Regions from separate parts of the Mus musculus genome. Here region 2 is linked to region 1. The links are chromatin contacts, called in public Hi-C maps. All regions are on one chromosome and are shown on one strand. Each heading gives the region's core, a stretch centred on a gene start, on an enhancer-like site or on the middle of the called end of the contact. The rest is flanking DNA. Distances are from core to core; before and after follow the strand shown. Region 1 holds the start of Serp1 (stress-associated endoplasmic reticulum protein 1). Region 2 holds the start of Trim59 (tripartite motif-containing 59).

Region 1 (4,031 bases), core at 671-3,170:
ATCGTACAGTCAGTTACAAATGCTAATCTAACTTTACGCTAATAAAAAAGTGAAGCAGGTTTATCATAATTAAACAATTCAATGCCTTGAAGTGATTATTATCTCGTGGTACTGGGGATGGGACCCGGGGAGGGCCTGATGCATGATAGGTAAATACGCTGCAGCTGAGCTTCACATCGAACTCAAATTATTTCCTTAATTGCAGCTCCTTGACTTTTACCTATAAGATGTACAAGAGATATTCCAGATGTGAAATTATTTTAGCAATAACTTGAAAGCACCAAAACAAACACGTTTTTCCTACTATTAATTTATTTCCAACATATCCTTAAAGGCCTGGTTTCCTAACACATGCACATTTCTTCATTCTCACACAGCTGAAATTCAATAATCTTTTTGTGTTACATAAACTGGTTGGCTCTTGGCCACATATCAAGAAAGCTTCCGGTTGTTAAGTTTAGAAAAAAGGCAAAGTGAAATGTTAAATGAAAATCTCAGGAACTGTAGAATGCGGCAAATAAAAGCATCTGTCTCAATAACAGCAGCTTGTCTATTAAAGCAGCAGGCAGAGCAGGAGGACAGTCTGTAATACATCCATCCGCAGGGGCAAGAGTCTATCATCTTAAAACCAGGCTGTCTTAATAACTAATCTTACCTGAAAACACTTGTCTCATACATTAAATATCCCAGCAGGTATGTTTCCTCTACAGAAAATCAATTCTTTGTACTACCCTTACTTTATATACTTAGTTTTTGACATAGAGACCTTAGGTACTGGTATCGTTCAGTCCTGTTCTAGTATCCAGATGTTCACGATGTTCGCTAAGTTTTTTGCAACACTATCGATAATAAAGTTACAATGCAAATCAGAGATATTTGGTGCTTAATTTCTTCTAAGGGATCATTAGGAAGATCTAATTTCTCTCTCTCTCTCTTTTTGATCTTCAATGAGCATAAATCAAGGTAAGAGAAATTTCTGGGGCACCACCCTCTGTGGTACAAGTTATCCAGTTCACTAGAAACAATTCTCTTAGCAGGTGGGTTGAGAACCACGCGGGTAGGTAGGACTCGCCACTCATCCACGTCATTCCAAACCGCGAGAGCCCCCCAAACACTTACCAGAGCCACAGACAACAAAAATGAAGAGGGCCAATAACCAGGGTCCTACCGACGCCTTTTCTTCGGGGGCATTTCTCTGCAAAAAGAAAAAACCCGGTTTCAAATGCAGAGAAAGCACTCTCGGATCCCGGGCTCCCAAGGCCTGCACCCCAGGCCAGGTGGCCGGCCGGCCGACTCACAGATCTCTCCCCCCACCCCAGATTCCACCGCAGCGGGAGTCCGGAGTCAGGCGGGTCTGGGGAGAACTCGCCGCGGCCCCGGCCGGGCGCGGGGCGCGGGCCTCGGCTCCCGGCCACGACATGGAGCGGGGTGCCCACTTTCCCTTACCGAGGTCTTAGCGACGTTGCCGCGCTGAGTTATGTTCTTGCTGTGCTTCTCGTTGGCCATACGGATCCTCTGCTTGGCGACCATTTTCGCAGCGCCACCTGCCCCAAGAACCTCTCGGACTCGCTCGCTCGCCGGTCCCGGGCCACCGGGAGGGAGGCTCGGCTCTGATCGCGGTGCCTACGCCGTCTACAGCCACTGGGCCGGGACGCGGAGCGCTGGAACACCGGCAGCCGCCGATCGCGGCGGTCTGAGCAGCCTTTGGGGCGGCGTGCCGGGGAGAGCGGGCCGCAGGGCCGAGAGGCAAGAGTCCAACCACCGGACAGTGCAACCGGCAACCTCGAACTAGTTCGGGTTCGGCTGCCAACGTCAGCACTGGGCAGACCCCGCCCCGCGGAAGTGTGGACTCCGCCCGCTCCGGAGAGGGAGGGCGAGCGCCGGCCGCCACCGCAGCCAGGCTCTTCCCCGCTCCGGAAAACGAGGAGCCAGAGCTGCGCGTGCGCGCTCGGGAACCAGACGTGGATTGGCCCCGAGGCTGGCGGCGCCGGAAACACCGACTCGCAGACTTTGCGCTTGGGGAGACGTGTAGAGGCCGGGTTCGGCCTTTCTTGAACTCTCACCCCAGCGCGTGGGTTTCTCTTTCCGGGACAAGATGGCGCCGTCCACACCGCTGTTGACAGGTGAGTTCCAAAAGAGCGAGAGACTCTTCCTTTACGGTGATTTCTTTCTGTGTCTTCGCGCTGGAGAATTCCTTAGCAAGCCTTGGAAGTCCGTCTTGCCTTTCCTCCTGGAAGGACCAAACTGTCTTTTAGTTTATTTGGTAATAGCATCCCAATGGGAAGTGAAGTCTCCGTCCCCAGTAGTCCCTCCTCCCAGTTATCCATCCATCGTTCTTCATCTTCCATAGGAATAGACAGGTAACAGAAAGTATTAGTTTGATGTGTGACCTGTGGTCTGCAATGCCGGGTGTTGCTTGGACCCTTCTTAATAGAAGAAACAAGACTCTTCACACCGAATTCATCTGAACTTAAGTATTATTAAAAATTATATGCTCCCTTATTGTTATGAGGTTTGTGGGAGTTGATAGGGAGCAAGACATTGCTAGTGTAGGTTAGGTTTCATGCTGAAGATGTGGCTTAAGGTGGCGACAGTGAGCAGGATAATGATAGTCTAATGTTTTCGATTGAAACAGCTGTGAGACAGTATTTAAGAAGTAGAACATGAGAAGACGCTAGGAATTTAAAGCTGACACATATTGTGGTGCTTAAACAACAACAACAAACTTGGACAACACTGGGAAAGGTGCTATACTATGTTATGGCTTGGGTATGTAAGTTTGAATAAACAAAAGATTCAAGTAGAAAAGAAGTGGGAAAGAAAAAAATCGTTGATAACAATGTAAGAAGAAAGATAGCATCATTAGGACGAATGTCTTATTTTTGAGAATTGGAAGTTATGTCCTCCTGAGACACGGCAAAGCTTTTATACTTCTGCCAGTCTAGGAATATACATTTTTAAGAGCCATGCTTATCCTGTTCAGATAGACTATCATAATTTATTCGCCAGATAGTTATGAGGTGCTAGTTGCAATCTTCTAAACACTGCCAGATAGTTGAGATTGTTTTCTTTTGTTTAGATTATTTATTTATTTATTTATGCGTCTGTATCTGAGCGTGTGCACAGGAGTACAGGCCTTAAGAGGCCCAGAAGAGGGTGTGGGCTTCCCTGGGGCTGGAGTTAGAGTTGTGAGCCTCACCTTAGATGAGTGCTGAGAACTCTATTTATTTCTTCTTAAGAGAAGCAAGTACTCTTAATGCTGAGCCATCCTCCAGCCCCCTGACACTATTTAAATGGCATAATTATGTAATTCAATAAATTGCTTCTCTGTTACTTAAAAGCTTTACTACTAAATGAATATTTGAATTCGACCTAAAAATTAGTACATTAAAAAGGGATTGAAGTTCTGCCCTTTTGAGACAGTGTGAAGTCCATCCTGTTCAGCCCAGCATACGGATCACTATAATCTTAGTGGCACTAACCTTACTGCATTGGCATCGCGGCTTATTTTGTGTTCCATCAGTACTGAGTTGTTAAAGCCCTTTAAGTTCTTCTTCAGAATTATCCTCTTCTTTCTGTTGACTTGGCAAGCTACTTCCAAGCAATTTACCACACTTTCTGCACGGGCACGGTCGCTTTCTGAGCTATTTTTCACTCTTTTTTTTATGTATCACAAAGGAAATGCTCTATTTGTTCAACTATTTTCCTTCCCTGCTAGACTGCTAAATTATGATGTTTGGGGTAAAGTCTTATTCATCCTTGCCTTTTCAGTACCTAATGCAGAACCTACTAAATAGTAGACACTAAACATAGGAGAATTAACTCATGAAGAATAGATTGTATATAATCAAATTAACAAAGTAACAATTTTTTTCACAGGATTCTAGATTAGAGCCTTTGTTCTGACACTCTCTCATAGTATCATATTCTTAGATGCCCAAAGATTACTTGGCCAAATTTACATTACATATTTGCAGGGTTAGGATTATACCCAGGTATTCCATGGTCTATTTTCTACCAATAAAATATAC
Region 2 (4,031 bases), core at 1,136-3,635, about 11 Mb after region 1:
CCAAACCACACTGCTCCATGACTTGCCACAGAAGCCTGGGAAAACTCAGGCCGTGCTACACCCACTTCTGGGCTGCACAGCCTTGTGGCCCTAATTGATAAAAAAGTCTAATGTGTGAAATTACAGGCTTGGGGGGGGGGGGGGGCGAAGAGAGAATTGCTATGATTATGCCATTTATATACTACCATAAGACAAAACTTTAAAATAAACTTTTCTCAGTCACTATAGACGTATACAAAATCTTGTGTTGAGACATATTTTATATACTGTATGTTAATTTTCAGTCTAGAAGAATTTAAAATATTTTCATGTGTAAATGTAAAATTATAATTTTTTTCCTTTTCTAGACAGGGTTTCTCTGTATAGTCCTGACTGTACTAGATATAATTATAATTTTAAAAAATACTATAGCAATATCTAACTTTAAGTCTTTACTGATTTGTTCTGTTTCATTCTAATATAAACCTATTCCACAAAGCTATGAAAGAAGCTACTAATGTAACTTAACCAGGAATTGACATGAGAAATTATACTTTAACTGATTTTTTAATACTATTTCTTAGGGCTGGAGAGATGGCTCAGCAGTTAGGGGCATTAGCTGCTCTTTCAAAGGTCCTGAGTTCAATTCCCAGCAGCCACACAGTGGCTCACAACCACCTGAAATGGGATCTGTTGCCCTCTCCTAGTGTGCATGTGAAGACTAATGTGAAAACAGTGTGTCTACCAATATACATAAAACACAGTATTCAAAAAATAGTTTTTCAAAGTGAAAATATATTTGATGGAAAACATTCAGCAACATATTTGCAATGTCAGTATATATATATTACCCAAAGTCAAAATTTTACTTTTTACCAGGTTAAAATACAGGACCTTGGCTCACTAAAAATGTAGATCAATGTGTAATACTGGGCAAAAAGGAATAAAGGTAGCTTGAATAATAAATGCAGCGTGCAAACGTGTAAGGCAATACCATTTTGTGTGCATGACTTAAGACGTCCACACATGCTTATAAAATGTCTGTTAGATAAAAGTGAAAATCTTTTAGCCAGGCAGTGATGGCTTTGGCTCCAGCACTTGGGAGGCAGAGGAATCTCTGAGTTAAAGACCATCCTGGTCAACAGAGCAATTATCCAGGACAGCCAGGGCTACACAGAGAAACCATGGTTTTTTGTTTTTTGGTTTTTTTTTTTTTTTTGGGGGGGGGGGGAGAATCAAACAAAAAACTGAATACCTTTTAGATTAGGTCATTTCTCACTTTATGCTTCCTCCATAAGATGGTTAAAATTTTATACACTTCCAATATACATCTTTTTTTCAAGAGATTTTTCAATCTTTCATCATAGCCCAGGAATCACACACTCTAATATCCTGATGTTTCTTCGTATCCAGTTAACTTCCCAGAGCTTACCTGGTCTGTCAATCTCCTGATCTGGACACTGGGTGTACTTTATCTTCTCCAACTTTTCCAGGATCCTTTGTTATTCTAAAAGTAAAACAATTTAATGTTTCAGATTTTGCCTGCAGTAAATATTTCATCTTTAAAGTCCCAACCATTTCCACACAAAGGACTTTTTACAACATAACGAATCTCTGACTCTGGACAAGATTAACCAATGATGGGAACTAAACACTCATAGTTTGGTTTGGTGGGTTTTTTGAGACTAATTTTGTAGTCCTCACTGACGACCTGGAACGCACAGGAGAGCTTGCTGCCTCTGTCTGCCCCCATGCTGGGGTTACAGGCGTGCACGTTCATGCCCCGCTTCAAAGTTTTATTTAAACTCAGCAAGACGACTAGAAATATCCTCGCGCGTAGATATCCCCAGCTCGAAACTACGTTAAATTATTCCCATCAACACATTGGGTGGTCTCCGAAACGCTGCAGGCCTCAGTTTTACCTATGAAGGTTCACATCTGTACAATGGGCATAAGTCCTACGTGAACTCCAAACAAAGAAGTGGCTCAAAGATGGCAGTCACACCCTCTTGTCCAGGATGCCCAGGGCTCACTCGCCCCGCGCGGTGCTGCGGGATCTGCTAGGCTCACCTACCGGCCCTTACGACCTCAATCCCGCCGGTAGCTCGGAGCGCCGCTGCTCCACCCGCGAGCGCGCGAAGCGAGGAGAGGCGAGCGCACGCCCTCCGGAGCCCAGCCCGCCTCCCCATCCTCAAGTCGGCGGCGAACGCACCGGGGCCGCGGGCGCTCGAGAAAGAGGGGCAGCGAGCCGCCTCCCCGGCGGAGCCGCGTACTCACCGCGAGGCGGGCGAGGCGGGCGAGGCGGGCGAGGCGGGCGAGGCGGGCGAGGCGGGCGACGGCGCGCACGGCGAGGGCTCCCGGGCAGCCTGGTGCGGACACTGCGAGGCGCTCGCCCGAGTCTTCAGGTGCCCGGCGGGGGCGGGGCCGGCGGCGCCGCAGCGACTTTCAACCGCGCCGCCTCCGCCAATGAGAGAGCGCGGGCGGCCTTTGAACACCAACGGCCGAGGGCCAGGCGCCTGCGCACTAGCGCGCGGCGCGGAAAGCGCACGGGCGGCAGGGGTCGCGCCTTGGGGGGGAAGGGCTGGCGCCAGGACCTCGCGAGGGCGGGGATGCGCGGGTGACCCGGCGGCTTCTGGAGGCGGCTGGCTGAGGGACTGCTTATTACTTAGGACCACGCCCGCACGGGATGGTTCTGGAGCTGGCGGCGCGCAGGCTTCTTCCATTGTTACCTCACAGGTTCCTTGTTCAGTCACCGGCTGGAGGGCTCGGCGCGCTCGCCCGCCCCCGTGAGGCTCCGGTCCTCCAACTTAGGCGCGCCTAAGCCTTCATCTGTGTCCTCCCTGTCCTCTCTAACACGCTGGGTCAGAAAACACAGTAGTGGCTTTTCACTTTCTCGGAGAAACGCCATTCCAGAGCTCAGACCGCTCTCCGCTCCCGGCCGGTGTGAGCTACAGAGCAGATTCCAAGTCAGCCTAAGACTCACAGCAAGACTTGACCTCGGAGACAAGATGGAAAGAGGGGGCGTAGAGGAAGGAAAATGGATTGTGCCTTCAAGGAGTGTGCTTTACAGGTCCATAGAGTGCCCGACCCTGCCAGAAAGTTCTGTAACCAAACATGGGGAAGGGGCAGAGAAGAGGAGCCTTAGCACTAAGGCAGCTCCACGCTGACCGGCAGCGCTACTCAGGATTTATGAACTGTTATTCATGCGCTCTATAGATGATAGTGTTGGTCTGGAAAAGAAAGACTAGAAATTACAATTCAAATACAGGCACCAAAGCGTAAAAGTCGTAAACCTAAAAACCTCATGTGTTGGGGCGTCAGCCTTCGAAAACTTTGGGCTGAAAAAAAAAAATCAGCTGCTTTGGGTGTCTTCCATTACGATATACACACTCCCAATACTCCCTTTGTGATAGAGTATTGAGAAACGGGATAAAGGATGGGAAATACGTGGTTTTGTTACAGGTATAATATCGGAAAGATGATGAACAGAAATGTGACTTCTGAGCTGGGGGTGTAGCTCAGTTCCAGTGCTCGCCTGGCGTGTTCAGTTCCCACCATGGAAAAGCCAAACCGCTGAGCGCACATTAACATCTTCTTGGCGCTCCTCAGACTCCTTGCTTGAAAACTTTTTGTCTTGAGCTTTGAAACAGAAAGTCAGCGCTGGCTGTTCTTCCAGAAGACCCACACAGCAGCTCACAACTGTTGCACGGGAATCTGATGCTCTCTTCTAGCCTCCCAGATCACTAAGCAAGGATGTGATGTACGCATGCATGCACGTTACAAACCACACATTAAAGAAATAGATAAACGGGGTTTTATTTGTTTTTAACTGACCAGAGGTAACAGCAGTTAAGAGCACTTACTATTCTCAAATTCAGTTCCCAGCATGACTGTGGACCCCTCACAACTGCCTGTAACTCCCGCTCCAGGGGATCTAAGCTCACTCTTGACTGGCTCTGCAGACACACACAGATGGCATATACTTACACTGACAATCACTCGTACACATAAAAAATAAAAATAAAAACAGTAGAAGCTTGTATACTGTCTTA

What was found. A called contact is a pair of places that touch in the nucleus more often than the background predicts.
Region 2: a contact with region 1 is called in a Hi-C map of B cells, with 6 read pairs. The contact joins the promoter of Trim59 here to the promoter of Serp1 in region 1. A contact is called at or near these places in 1 of 39 promoter capture datasets (cranial neural crest) and 1 of 484 Hi-C or Micro-C datasets (B cells).

The regions. Positions count from the first base shown.
Region 1 is chr3:58,523,964-58,527,994 of GRCm38.p6, forward strand. Serp1 (stress-associated endoplasmic reticulum protein 1) reads right to left here and starts at 1,921. Exons shown (of 3, transcript NM_030685.3): 1 at 1,447-1,921; 2 at 1,120-1,195. The coding sequence starts at 1,530. It overlaps Eif2a (eukaryotic translation initiation factor 2A), which reads left to right and starts at 1,858. Exons shown (of 14, transcript NM_001005509.2): 1 at 1,858-2,123. The coding sequence starts at 2,096.
Region 2 is chr3:69,042,357-69,046,387 of GRCm38.p6, forward strand. It overlaps Trim59 (tripartite motif-containing 59), which reads right to left and starts at 2,386. Exons shown (of 3, transcript NM_025863.3): 1 at 2,257-2,386; 2 at 1,412-1,486.